3 separate regions of the Mus musculus genome follow, and all the other regions are linked to region 2. Evidence: chromatin contacts called from public Micro-C and capture Hi-C data. All regions are on one chromosome and are shown on one strand. Each heading gives the region's core, a stretch centred on a gene start, on an enhancer-like site or on the middle of the called end of the contact. The rest is flanking DNA. Distances are from core to core; before and after follow the strand shown.

Region 1 (4,124 bases), core at 1,139-3,638, 770 kb before region 2:
AGAAGCAATGAAAATAAATTTATAGTGGGGGGATCACTACAACATGAAGAACTGTATTAAAGGATGGAAGCATTAGGAAGTTTTAACCTACTGCTCTAGACAAAAAGTCTTTTATGCCTAGTGGTTCTTTGTTCCCTACTTACAGATTTGGGGTAATAGTTCTTTTAGATTTGCTTGTTTGTTGTTGTTTGTTTTGATTTCATTTTTGTTTTTGTTCTGAGACAGTCTTCTATAGCCCAGGCTGGCCTTGAACTGGCTAAGTAGCCGAGGATAGCCTTGAATTTCTAATCCTCCTACTACCACTCCCCCTGAGCTGGGATGACAGACAATGAGCTGGCTTAGGTTTGTGTTCTGTGAGTATGCATGTGTCTGTAGGTGTTCATGTGTGCACATGTGTGCAGAGGTCAACCTCCAGTGTCTTCTTCAATCACTTGGGTTTTGAGGCAAGGTCCCTCACCCCGAACCTGGAGCTCTTGTTTGACTAGGCTGGCTGGCCAGCAAACACTATGGCTCCTCTTGGTTTTTTTTCACCTTCCCAGTTCTGTAGTACAGGACTGAACTCAAGTTCCAGCAGTTTTACATGGGTGCTGGGAATCTGAATGTTCTTGTGACCACAGGACACATATGTCACCTACTGAGCCATCCTCTAGCCCTAGAGTTTTAAATTAACTTCTTTTTTTTCTCTTCCTATTAAACAAGATCTACACTTGTGGATCAAGAACTTTCAAGAACCATTGCGAAATCTCACTTGTAAAAGACATGGCTCTACATCATCAGAATCTCTTGGTATCCAACTCTACCTCTGTCACTCCTCAGAAAAGAGGGTTACAGAAGCAGACAGAGGCTATGCCCAGGAGTCTGCTCTCACAGCATGGTCATTAGTAAAAAGTCAAAACATGGAGATAATCCGAAGGTCTGATAGGAGATGACTCAGTGATTCATGACTCATTGGAATAACCTACAGACATTAAAAGGGCTCAAAGACATGAGACTAACCCAGAAAATAATTCTAAGAGTGTATTTTGATGGATGGTGAAAACTTCTAAAGAAGGAACACAGAAGAACAGGGCATGGCAGCAGTGGGGAGAGGAACACGAATCTGTGGTGTGTATCTTTTCTCTATAACAGAATTATATTCATTCTAATAAGAATAAGCTTAAAAAAGAAATACAATTTTTAACTCATTGAATCACTCTGAGCTTATTAAAATTTAAGTCAAAGAACCAAGTTTATTTCATTATTTTCAGTGTGTGTGTGTGTGTGTGTGAGAGAGAGAGAGAGAGAGAAAGAGAGAGAGAGAGACAGAGAGAGAGAGAGAGAAAGAGAAAGGGATTGTACACATGGTATTCAGAGTGCATGTGGAGGTCAGAGGACAACTTTCAGAGATCAGTTTTGTCCTTCTACCTTTCTTCAGGCTTTAGGGATCAAACTCAGGTGATCAGGCGTGTGAAGTTAGTGCTTTTATCCACTGAGCCCCTTCGCATACCTAAACTCTATGCTATTAGCTTACCTTTGAGTAAGTTCATTGGTACCCATTTGCTAGTTGGCTCAACTCTCTGCAAAGTGGTCAAGACCTTGGGAAAGGTCAATGTGTTCTTCTAGTAGGCAGAAGGAACATCAAAGCCAATACTTGCCCTAGCCTCTCTCATGAAGACCGGGTTATCGGCCAGGACTCTTAAGAGGCTAGACCCTCTAAGCCACAGTGGGTGGGAAGCAGGAAAATGACAAATGAATGAGGTGGCCGAAGTGACGCTTATCAGCCTGAAAAACTACAGTACAGAAGTAGAGAAACGTATTTCAAAATGGACTACACATTTCAAAAATGACTTCGTGTTGGATGCTGGACCTGACTAGATTACAGGTCATCTCACAGTCATGTCTTTAATGGTGACACTGGAATCTCCAACATCAAAGAAGCTGCCCTGCTTGGAGCACTTGCCTACTCAGAGAATACATGTTCTAGAAAACGATTCCACTTAGCATGTTTTCCTCAGAGAATCCTGGGTACTTGTACTTCTGAAGACAGACTAATCCCACCTAACTTCCAGGGACTGCTTGCTTCTTCATAACAGGCAATGAAAGGGTGGTAATTTATTACTTGGGAGAAGCCACCTTCTTCACTGCATTGCTAACAAATCATTCTGAGAATGTTTTCAGTCCCATAAGTCCCCTTTCCCACCACTCCTGCCCCCACTGCTCACATTGCTTTCCCTTCTATTACCCCCCACCCACCCACCCTCCTGCTTTATCATAGTCTGGAGCTGCACCAGTCTCCTGGGCTTTAAAATGGAGATATGAGAATGTCAGTTTCTATTACAGCTAACAAGAAACTCTCCCGCTCCTGTCTCTGGGAGCTCGGCGAGCCCTGGGAGATACCAGCCTATCACAACGGTCGGGACTGTTTGGAAACTTTTCAAGTTGTTTGTGTTCATGGAGCCATTCCAAGTGAGGCACATATCTAAAAAAAGAATGAAAGCCAAAGATAACAAAAAAAAAAAAAAAAAAAGCAAAGAAGAGGGACAGGAGGGGGCACTTATCCAGGCACAGGAGTAAACAAAACTGACCAAACAGCAAAATGTTCAAGGGCACTGGAATCTCCACCACATTTAAAATTGCCCAGAGAGATGGAGGTTAAAGACTGCCCAGCGGTCTCTCAGAAGACCCCGAATGTCTAACGGAGTCTTCACATCCCAGGGGGAGAGGTCACTGCACTTTGCTGTTATTTAAGCTGCTTACAGCCATCTTCCAGTGGGCCTTGTTGACAATGCTGTTTGCAGGCAATTTTCTAAAACCCCTCCTGATTGCCGCTGCTTGTCATTAGCTGCTATAATTTGTTTTCAGGGTGGACGGTCACCGCAATTGCACGCGAAATGCCAGTGGCTTTGTGTGATACTCGGTGCAACTCTGCCTCCAACTTACTGCTGTTTCTTGAACCCAATTTCAATTAAGAAGAATATGTCCTTCCCAGTTCCACTCATAATGAAAGATCATTATTTCTGTATTCTTACGGCTACACATTTCCACAGCACTCACGTTACCGGGCACATTACCATCTTTTATTAATTATCTAGCTCTGGATTATTCTGAGCTCTGAGCCATTTTGAGTCTGATTTCTAGACTAGCCGCTGAGGATAGGGAAGGGTAGTTGGGTGGTGAGAGGTTCCTCCCTTCCTGTTAGAATCTCCAGCTTTTTTCCAAGCCGCCACCCCACCCACTCGGGACCTGCACAGGCTGGCTTCATTACTTTGTTTGAAGTTTTTGTTTGATGTTCTCAGAATGTATAAAATGCATTCCAGACACAAATATAGATTATTTGATGTCTTGGATTTTCCCCACTACTAGTCAGTCACTTTCATTCACTCCTTTATCCATCATTAAAATCACAAATTGAGCTCTCCTGTGTCAGGCACGCCATGAGTCAGGAGGTGAGCTGCAGCCTTGCTGTGTGGTTTGTGGGAAGGACTGCCCACAGGTACTTAGTGCTGGAGACCATATTTAGAAAGACTTATGGGGACTGTTCATTCTCAGAGGGTTAGGGGTGGGAGTTGGGAGAAGGTGGGATTTGGAGAGTCTAGTTGATGATGTGTGAGTGAAATACAAGGAAAGGGGGGGGGGACAGCATCGTTCTGGGGAATCAAAACAATATGGGAAATGGGAACTCAGGATAGTGGTCTTCTTCGTGAATCATGACTAGAGCGATGATTATAAGAAATGCTGGCAATGAGGCTGGAAGAAAGGATGCCACAGGTAACATGACATACATGTATGAGAGTAAGTTGCAGGGGGGAGTTTTGTAGGATGAAAATGCATCCATTATTCAAGAGAACTGAAGTAAAGCCAAGAAAATAGTCATTATGAGGGACAATTGGTCATTAAGCAAGGGGTAAATGATGCTGAACACTGTCAACCCCCGACAGATTGGTTAAAGAGAGCTCTCTCTGAGTCTATATCAGGTCACACACTCTGTCATAAATAGCATGGCGTTCATTTCCGTGCACATTCATTTGTCTGTGGGGCTAAAGGATCCGTGTCCCCATGATGGTCTGGCCTTCCTTGCTAGTGGACGCTTCTGTCTTTGCTCCCTTCAGACTTCTTATTGCCACTTCTTCCTACATCAGACTTCT
Region 2 (4,332 bases), core at 968-3,467:
TGCGTAATGGAAATTTCCAACATTTGAGCTAACACACTTAAAAGGAAAACAGGCCAACAGGAAATGTGCAACAATGTGTTATGCAATGTGGTCCTTAGGATCCCAAACTTACGGACTGTCATCATATTAGGAGGAGGCTCTGGCTACTAGCTAATTTAATACTTAAATGTTAATATAATTTCCCTATTACTACATCTGTCATGGGTGGTTTTTAACCAATAAAATCAAAAACAAAACGGTATGCACGGAAGGAAAGTCCTCTCAGCCCAGACTTACACCTGCTCCAGAGCTCACTGCATTGGCTTTGTCAACAAAGACTGTGATATGAGCAGAAATAAAAGTATGGAACTACCATAACACAACTGAAATGTGACTGTCCTACAGAGCATGTGTATACGTTTTTAAAATATTAACTTTACCTAAAATAAATAAATCTAAAAACAAGGAAATTACTTTTGTTACCAATGCAAAACATGTGACTCGCAACAGCAGGAGAATGAACCTCATTACAAATGCAGCAGTACAGGCCCATGTGTATGATAAATAAAGTATTAGAAAGCACTCAACATTTCTATGTAAACTGCGTCTGAAGGATTATTATGGAACGCACACACTGGCTGAACTTAGAGTGTTCAGGTTTTAAACATTAATTTACTTTGACTATGTGCATGTCAGAATGAAAGATTGCTGTCTGGATTCAGACATGCCATATTAATATTGAACACAGGCATTCACTTCAGGTCAGTAGTCACTCCGAGTCGGCTTCAGCAGGTGGTAAGAGTAATGCACTCATTAAAATGGATGTGGTACAAGGTTATCTCCCCCAAACAGCTCTCAAATAGAGGTAGCCTTGAAACTCGAGCATTAGATATGCTAGAACCAACCTCTAATTGTCACAAGTATAGAGAAAATTGAACTTACTCTTGCCACCTAATAACCAATAAATTTAGTTGCTTTCATCAGTATCTTCGGAGAAGTCAGAGAAATAAATTGTTGGACGCCAACCTGGCTTCTGCCAACACAGTTAAGTGCTAGTGAGCTAACCTGCACAGACTCAGACTTCCTTCTAGACCTTGAATACACGAAAGAAACGTGTTCTCAGTTTGAAGACCTTAGCCTATTTCTCAATTAACTGGTATTTTATTCCTTTCATTTGTATTAACTCCATTCAAATTAATTTTCCCATTTGCAACATAATAAATTTCAATTCTCCAGAATAAGGGTAAAATGTTCAAAATAGGAGGCCTGACTTATACCAAAGATGATTTTCCCCCCAAAATAAAATTACTTCTGATCTTCATTATCCACAACTGTATGAATAACTACCCAGTTCCCATGCTTTTTTTTAAAGTTGCTTTTCAATGTCAAGAATAAATCTTTTTCCTGTTTTATATATACTAGACCTAAACTTAAACAGCTAAGCCTTTCATCTTCTCACTTTAAAAAGCACCTAATTAGTTTACCACTACCAGATAATCCACTTCATTTTAAAAACATTAAAGCAAATATAAGCCACTGTCTTTATAGACCATTTATGCACACGAAAAGTCATCAATCCATTTTGTACATAAGAGCAGACAGAGTCTGTAAATTTGTAATTAATCATTCCACATTGCTTCATTTCCTCATTATCTACCCACTGACCAGATAAGCAAGCAAGAGAGAAGGGCAGGTGGACAGAGAGAAGGGAAATAGAAGTCTTCTTGCAAGGGTGAGGGCAGATCTGTCTCCTTGGTTGAATACACAGCATAACAGGCCTGTGATGCACATATATCTAGTGAATAAATGAATCTATAAAGAGTCTGAGCACACTGGACGTCATGTGTTCATCTTATTTATGAATAACTTGTGGTTTGGGAAGATAAGATGGTGTCACTAAGGCCACAGGGTAAGTTGGCCATTCCTGCACAATCTAACACTATGTTTGTGCATTTCCCCCCTCTCACCTACATACGTATTTAAGTTCAATATATCACTCTTTCTAGAACTTGAGCCACATAAAAACAGCTGTGGCTGAAGAATGTATTTGGTGGTTAGTTTTACATTCAGAAAGAAAAAAAAAAATGTCCACACTGAAAACCATCAGGAGGATTAAAACATCAGAGTCCCAAGCCAAACAATCTGGTGGCTGGCGGTAAACACTCATTACTGTGACACACAGGGATTGATCAGGTGGTCCATGACTGTACCAATAATAAAACCTAACTCACTAGAAATGTTCCTGACCAGAGCAAAAGCATTTGCTTGGCCGGTACAGAAGGAATGACAAGTCTGAAAGAAATGCCCAACACTGGCCAGACGCCACAAGGAGTAAGTACAGAAGATGAAAAGAAGCAACAGAGAAAAGTAACGAAGAACTATGTGCCTTTTTACTGAGTCACTGTGAGCATGAAGTCTAGCCTTACACAGCCCATGAATCACAACATCTGAAAAGGACTACAAAGCCATTTTACTTGTTTGTTCAAAGAAAGGGTCTCAAAAACTTAAGAGCTAACTACAAACTACAAACACGCTAAACTGCATTTGCTCAGGCATTATACCAAGTCATTCCTTGTCCTGTACCTAACAACAAACAAGAAGAGCACAAAAAGAAGAAGAAAACACTTATATAACAAGCTCTGTTTGCTCCCCATTAAATGGCATGAATATTAATATAAGCCATTAAAATCCTAATCAAGTGCTTATTGTAAGGAAAAGTATGGTCTGTGCTGGGAACACAAAAGAAGAAGACTGGCCCTTACTCGGGCTCGTCCTAGTAAGAAGCAAAGCATAAACAAGGGCAGTGTGGTCTAGGAGTGGGAAAGAGAGGATGGAGGCCACAGCGCTGCTAAGGAATGACCTGACTGGGGTCTGCGTGGGCCAGGGCAGGCGAGGGAAGAAGAAGATTCCAATAGAGCTTCACACTTGACAGTTCTAATCAAGTGCTTCACCTCAGGCAAAGTTACACACTGCGTGGGAAGAGCCATCACCGGGCCTCTCACTTCTGCCATAGTCAACATGATTCATTTGTGAGAATTAAAAACCTGAGAAAAGATGAGGAAGCTCACTGACTACCAACCATTTTTGGAACAAGACCCCCATATCCTCTGACACCTAATCCCACATTTCTCATCTGACTCACTGACTACCCAAAGAAGCCATCAGAGTTTGCCTCACTTCCTAATGCACACTCACCACAGACAAAGATACACAGGAGTGAAACACATACAACTAAAAGACATCTAAATACGTCCAAACCGATTAAATACGTGTCTGATTCAAATTTCATTAGTATTGCGAGTACATGTAAAGTACTGGAATTTAAAACATCATAGATGGGAAGTTTCTTCATTAAAGCATAATAGCTAATGCCTGGCAGTCATTTACTAGTCATTACAGCAACCATCCTCAACATGAAGAATCACAGGTCTAGAGAAGCCGGCGTCATTGTTATGACAGCATTCCCCAGGTTTTATCAGTGTCTAAATTTATCAGCATCCTTAAGAGTAATAGTTAATCAAAGGCTAGAGAAGAAACAGTTTTAAGACAGAACTAAAGTAGTTACTGTCCCTACCATATAAAAGGCTAAATATAAGGAGGAAATACCCTAAGTATATTTTCTATAATAAAGATAAAAATATTCTGTTGACAAAATAAAAAATTGTATATAAGGTCTATAAATTTCCCCTATGGAATTTTCACTGTAACAGATCTAAATATTTAAACTTTGATCAGATTTGCCCTTTCTCTACATAAAGTCCTCAATTTCTCCACCATATATTGTGCAATATTTAAGTACATGACTCTCCAGTTAAGGAATAGAAACATAGGTATAATCAAGGTGCTAGCTTCTTTAGAACTGCCTGTGATACCTACTTTTCTGTCTTGTGATACTTTCTCACTGACATTAAAATAATATCAAAAGATGTTCATAAGCCTTTGCTTAATACAGCCAATGACCCGACTCCCTTTCTTAATTATGAGCTGGCGGTAGTAAGAGTACTTACTATTTGCAATGAATGTTCAGACATAACTGTCTTATTAAAATTATGTCTATCTTATAATTTCTTCCATTACTAATGCATGCTTAAAGAAATTGATTCTGAGATACATTTTTCTTGTCCTCTGCCAGGCCTTGACACAGACTAGTATAAATGGTAGTGGGCACTAACAAGCAGATTCAAGCAACAGGGATGATGGAAATTAAAAAGCTAGAACATATTAACATATCTATGCCACACAGAAGGGTCACGAGGTAAGACCATCAGCATAAATTAACACATTATTATGAGACAGCTACAGAAGCAAGCCAGGCAAGAATCTGCACAGCACATCTTTTAATCACAACAAATA
Region 3 (4,150 bases), core at 483-2,982, 610 kb before region 2:
TAATTAGGGCCTCAACATGTACATTTTGGGCAGGACCCAATTTATTGTGCAACAGGGACCAAGAAGACCCCTACACAAAGGCCTAGAATGGCAATTCGGAAATGAAAAAATCATGCTATGCCAGCGGCCTTACGTGAGAGGGGAAACTCTGCAGCCCAAGCTTTGTAGGTACAGATGCGAGCTGGGAACCTCTCCTTCCCTCATGGTATAGCAAGTGCACCTAAGAAACTGACCTATGATACTGGCTCAGGACTGCTGGCACTGCAAGTCCCCCAAAGAAAATAAAACCCCAAAACTTCACCAGAGGGAAAAATTTAAACGCAGGCTCTGACAAAGATTTTTTTCAATCTCACTGAAAATTAATCCATGGTAAAAATATATAGCTTGGGCTGCACAGCAAACTCTAGGCTTCGGACACAGTGAAACAATCAATACCAAGCTAAGTGTGGTGGCAATACCTTGTGATGCCAGCACCCAGGGAATTGGGTGAGTCACGAGTTCAAGGACAGTCTGAGCTGTATAGCAAGAACTTGTCAAAAATAGAAAGAAAACAGCAACAGAGTTAAAATACAAAGACAGGACTAGCTACTGTGGCAAATGTCATGATTCTAGTACTTGGGAAGCTAGTCATCAATTTATGATCAACCTCAGCTAGCCTAGGCTATATGAGATCCTGAAGAAGAAGAAGAAGAAGAAGAAGAAGAAGAAGAAGAAGAAGAAGAAGAAGGAGGAGGAGGAGGAGGAGGAGGAGGAGGAGGAGGAGGAGGAGGAAGAGGAGGAAGAGGAGGAAGAGGAGGAAGAGGAGGAAGAGGAGGAAGAGGAGGAAGAGGAGGAAGAGGAGGAAGAAGGCAAAGAAAAGGAAGAAGGAGAAGAAGAAGAAGAAGAAGAAGAACAACAACAACAACAACAACAACAGCCCAGCCAACAACCAACAACTACAACAAGACTGACTGCAGCATAGAAGAGGTTCTTAGTGCACCCCTAGGTCACCAGGAACTAACTAGAAATACATACCCTCAGCCCCACACTTTGAGAATCAGAGCACTTAAGGGAGGGCCTTACTACTATGCATTCTGGTGATCGTTGCTCCAGGAGCTCAGATGCCAGCTGACAGGCGGGCGAGAAGCACTGTGACTGAGGAGTCAGCTTTCCGCCAATATCATGATGATTCTGTACAACCCTTCCTCTCTGGAAGCCATGCCTTAGCACTTGTGCCACGTTGGCCATGGCCCCATTATTTGCCTTCTGGTCAGCTAGGGTCATGTTTCTCATTTGTAGCCGATTGTCCTCCTCACTGTTTCTTCTCTGGCAAAGAGTGGGTACCCAACGTGTTTTCACTCAGCTGTGTGACACGTGCTCTGCAAAACACTTCTAATCCTACTGGTGCTGGTTAAAATGAGATGCTCATCTGCTACCCCCAACATCACTAAAGTTAAAATGTACAACCATAAAGCAAAGGAAACACCACACCCCCACCCCACCCCACCCCCACACAGAACTGCCCTGGCTCACTGACTATACAACAGCTGACTTGGAAGACTTTGTTGGGCTACTAACATCTTAAACCAGAGCAGCTGTGATAATCTACTTGAGACCCTCTTGGGATGACCAGGACTATTACATTCCATGTAGAAGGAGAGGGGAGGGTCCTGAATCCCTCAGAAGATCTTTACACAGCCTCCCAACACCCCTTTCCCAGAGATTCCAGTCCCTCTATGTAAGAGGTAAACAGTTCCCTGTGGTGGGACTTCTCAATGGTGTTGCTACCCATTTGTCACCCAGGGGATTTCTTGGTGATTGTAGCTGCTGGTGAGTCACCCACATTCCCAAAGATAACTCCAGCAAACACATTAGCTCATCAAGAAATGCTCTCTCTACCTGGGGGCAGATGTTTCTTTACATTTCCCCAGGAAAAAGTCATACAATATATTCAGTATGTATCTTCACACTGGAAATCTTTCCCTCTGGAAACCCCTGTCTCTTCACATGGCATTCATTATGTAAGGCCACCAACCACAGGGACTTCCCCTACTGCTGTGTGGCAGTATTGGCTTAACTAATTACAGCTGCAATGTACTTTTTCCCAAATAAGGTCATCATTCAAGGTACTTAGGGCTTCAGGGAGGGAAGATGACACAATTCAGCCCATAATAGACATATACAGTATAAAACATACATCTTAAAGTGCATGACATTGTAAATAGAAAGCAATGCTACACAGTATTTATGGACATATAAATGCATAGTAAATGTACAAAGCATGTGTGAAGAAAAACAGTTTGAGGACAAAACCTCCCTCCAGAGAACAGTAGGGAGACAGAAACAGAAAGGAGACACAACTATACTTAACATTCAATTATTTTAAAAGGTGACAAAACACAGCTAAGTGTTCAGATTGTATCTGTGGTACTCCATTTTCTGTTGCTATAACTGATGCTCATGGCCAGTTAGAAGGTAATCTGGCTCATGATTCTGTAGCCTGGGTAATGAACCATAGCACTCTATGTGCTATGTGACTTAACTAATTACATCAATATACTTTCCCAAAATAAGGTCATAACTCAAGGTACTGTGGGCCCTCATGCTGTACCATAACATCATGGAGGACATGACAAGTTGGGACAGAACATGCATGCTAGCTCAGGCCTCTCTTTCCTACCTTGCAAAGCTGCTAAAGCTTTCAAAGGCTTTACCTTTATGACTGGATCAGTTGCATAGCTCTTTCCTCCAAACTAAGCACTCTTTCCTGGAAAGAGGCCCACAAGACTCAGGAAGCAAAGGAAACATACAAGGCTCAGGAAGTTCATGAAAGTTATGAAATTCACATGACATTCTCCCCAGCCTCCAGGATACAAAAGCAGTCAATAATTCCCAGGAGTAGAGGCTCTCTAGTGGAGTTGCCTTTGAAATGGGGAGGGCACTTCAGAGTTGCAGCTTCTGTAAATTATCATGCATGCTGTGGTGGGCTTTTCAGTGATGTGTCTACTTGAGTCACCTCTGAAAAGAACCCCAGGAAACTCACTGCTTTATCAAGCTAAGCTAGACTTGGTTGGAATTGTCTCTCTAGTTCATCATCAGTGCCTACAGATAAATACACAGATATTTATTTGAATCACTCCCCCCAGAAAAAAATTATAAACAACATCTAATCTTAAATCACACTCAAAACTCCCCTTAATATGTGAATTTGAGGATCAAGGTGAACTTAAGGGGACACAACCAGACATCATGATTATGATGGCTGTCAACTTATTATCTGATTTTTTTGTATATCTGAAATATTTTAATATTTTGTTTGTTTATCTGAGAGTTTAGCAATAGGAAAGAAGTATTCCTTCTAGGATGATGTTCAGACATGCCCAGATGCAAAGCGATATTAAGTTCCTTCTGGTAAAGACATCAAGAAGCACTGAGAGGCAGGTGTTAGTGAGGAGAGGACTTACTTGTGAGAGTGGAATCAAGAACCAGCCTAGACTGCACGGGGATGGATGGATTCCATGTCCAGCCAGCAGCCACAGGAATGGGACAATGGGGCAGGTTGATACAGGCACAGAGGACAGCACAAGTTGAAGAGACACTGGCCAAGGTCAACAGGAAAGGCAAAGGTGCAACATAGGTGTCAGTACAACACAGGTTATCCAGGTCCAGAAGTGCCATCCAATCAGACAAACATCCAAGGGGCAAATCAAGATGAGTTGACAAAATAGAAACACCACTGGTTCAAGCAAGATGGGGTTAGGAACTCTGTCTGGCTTCCAAAGAAGAAGCCATGTTCCCACAGCTTCCCCACTGACAGCTGCAAAACGAACAACCCAGACCCAGCTGCACCTCATACTCACAGAGAACTACATGTTCACAGCTTGCCCTGCAACTCAAAGCAAATGCCAGAAGATGATGCCAAGTAGGAGGGTTTGCTTTGGTCCACTTCTGAGTGGTTGGAAAGACACAAACTTGGTCAGGCCTGGATCCAGAGCTTAAACACTTACCATTTCATTTACTACTTCTGTCAATCTGACAGTATTAGCACCCACTTCACAGATGAAGGATCCACGGGCACATAGCCTTCCAGGGAGCACAGGCTATATTGTTCCTTTGGTCTTTAGGTTCTGGGAGAAAGTTCACTGCAGGATACTCAAAGAAGGGAGCGCTC

What was found. Hi-C and Micro-C count contacts between places; a contact is called where the count stands out from the background. Capture Hi-C pulls out chosen DNA fragments and counts their contacts.
Region 1: a contact with region 2 is called in a Micro-C map of granulosa cells, with 3 times the contacts expected there. The contact joins two enhancer-like sites. A contact is called at or near these places in 3 of 484 Hi-C or Micro-C datasets (the HPC-7 cell line, granulosa cells and uterus).
Region 3: a capture Hi-C map of embryonic stem cells shows a contact between it and region 2, with 6 times the contacts expected there. The contact joins two enhancer-like sites. A contact is called at or near these places in 4 of 484 Hi-C or Micro-C datasets (the HL-1 cell line, gonadal supporting cells, pre-B cells and 1 more), 2 of 115 datasets of contacts at active chromatin or transcription factors (astrocytes and fibro-adipogenic progenitors) and 1 of 9 other capture datasets (embryonic stem cells).

The regions. Positions count from the first base shown.
Region 1 is chr13:29,056,508-29,060,631 of GRCm38.p6, forward strand. No RefSeq gene overlaps it. Among named protein-coding and RNA genes, the nearest start is that of A330102I10Rik, 42 kb to the left of the region's middle. Within about 2 kb of position 2,389, at least 12 of the 459 cell types and tissues checked have an H3K27ac peak or open chromatin away from gene starts, as enhancers often do. A contact at or near this core is called in granulosa cells, where this site is marked.
Region 2 is chr13:29,829,039-29,833,370 of GRCm38.p6, forward strand. The region is part of intron 4 of Cdkal1 (CDK5 regulatory subunit associated protein 1-like 1); the gene reads right to left. Among named protein-coding and RNA genes, the nearest start is that of Cdkal1, 24 kb to the right of the region's middle. Within about 2 kb of position 2,218, at least 46 of the 459 cell types and tissues checked have an H3K27ac peak or open chromatin away from gene starts, as enhancers often do. A contact at or near this core is called in granulosa cells, where this site is marked.
Region 3 is chr13:29,217,004-29,221,153 of GRCm38.p6, forward strand. It overlaps a transcript of Cdkal1 not described here. Among named protein-coding and RNA genes, the nearest start is that of A330102I10Rik, 200 kb to the left of the region's middle. Within about 2 kb of position 1,733, at least 20 of the 459 cell types and tissues checked have an H3K27ac peak or open chromatin away from gene starts, as enhancers often do.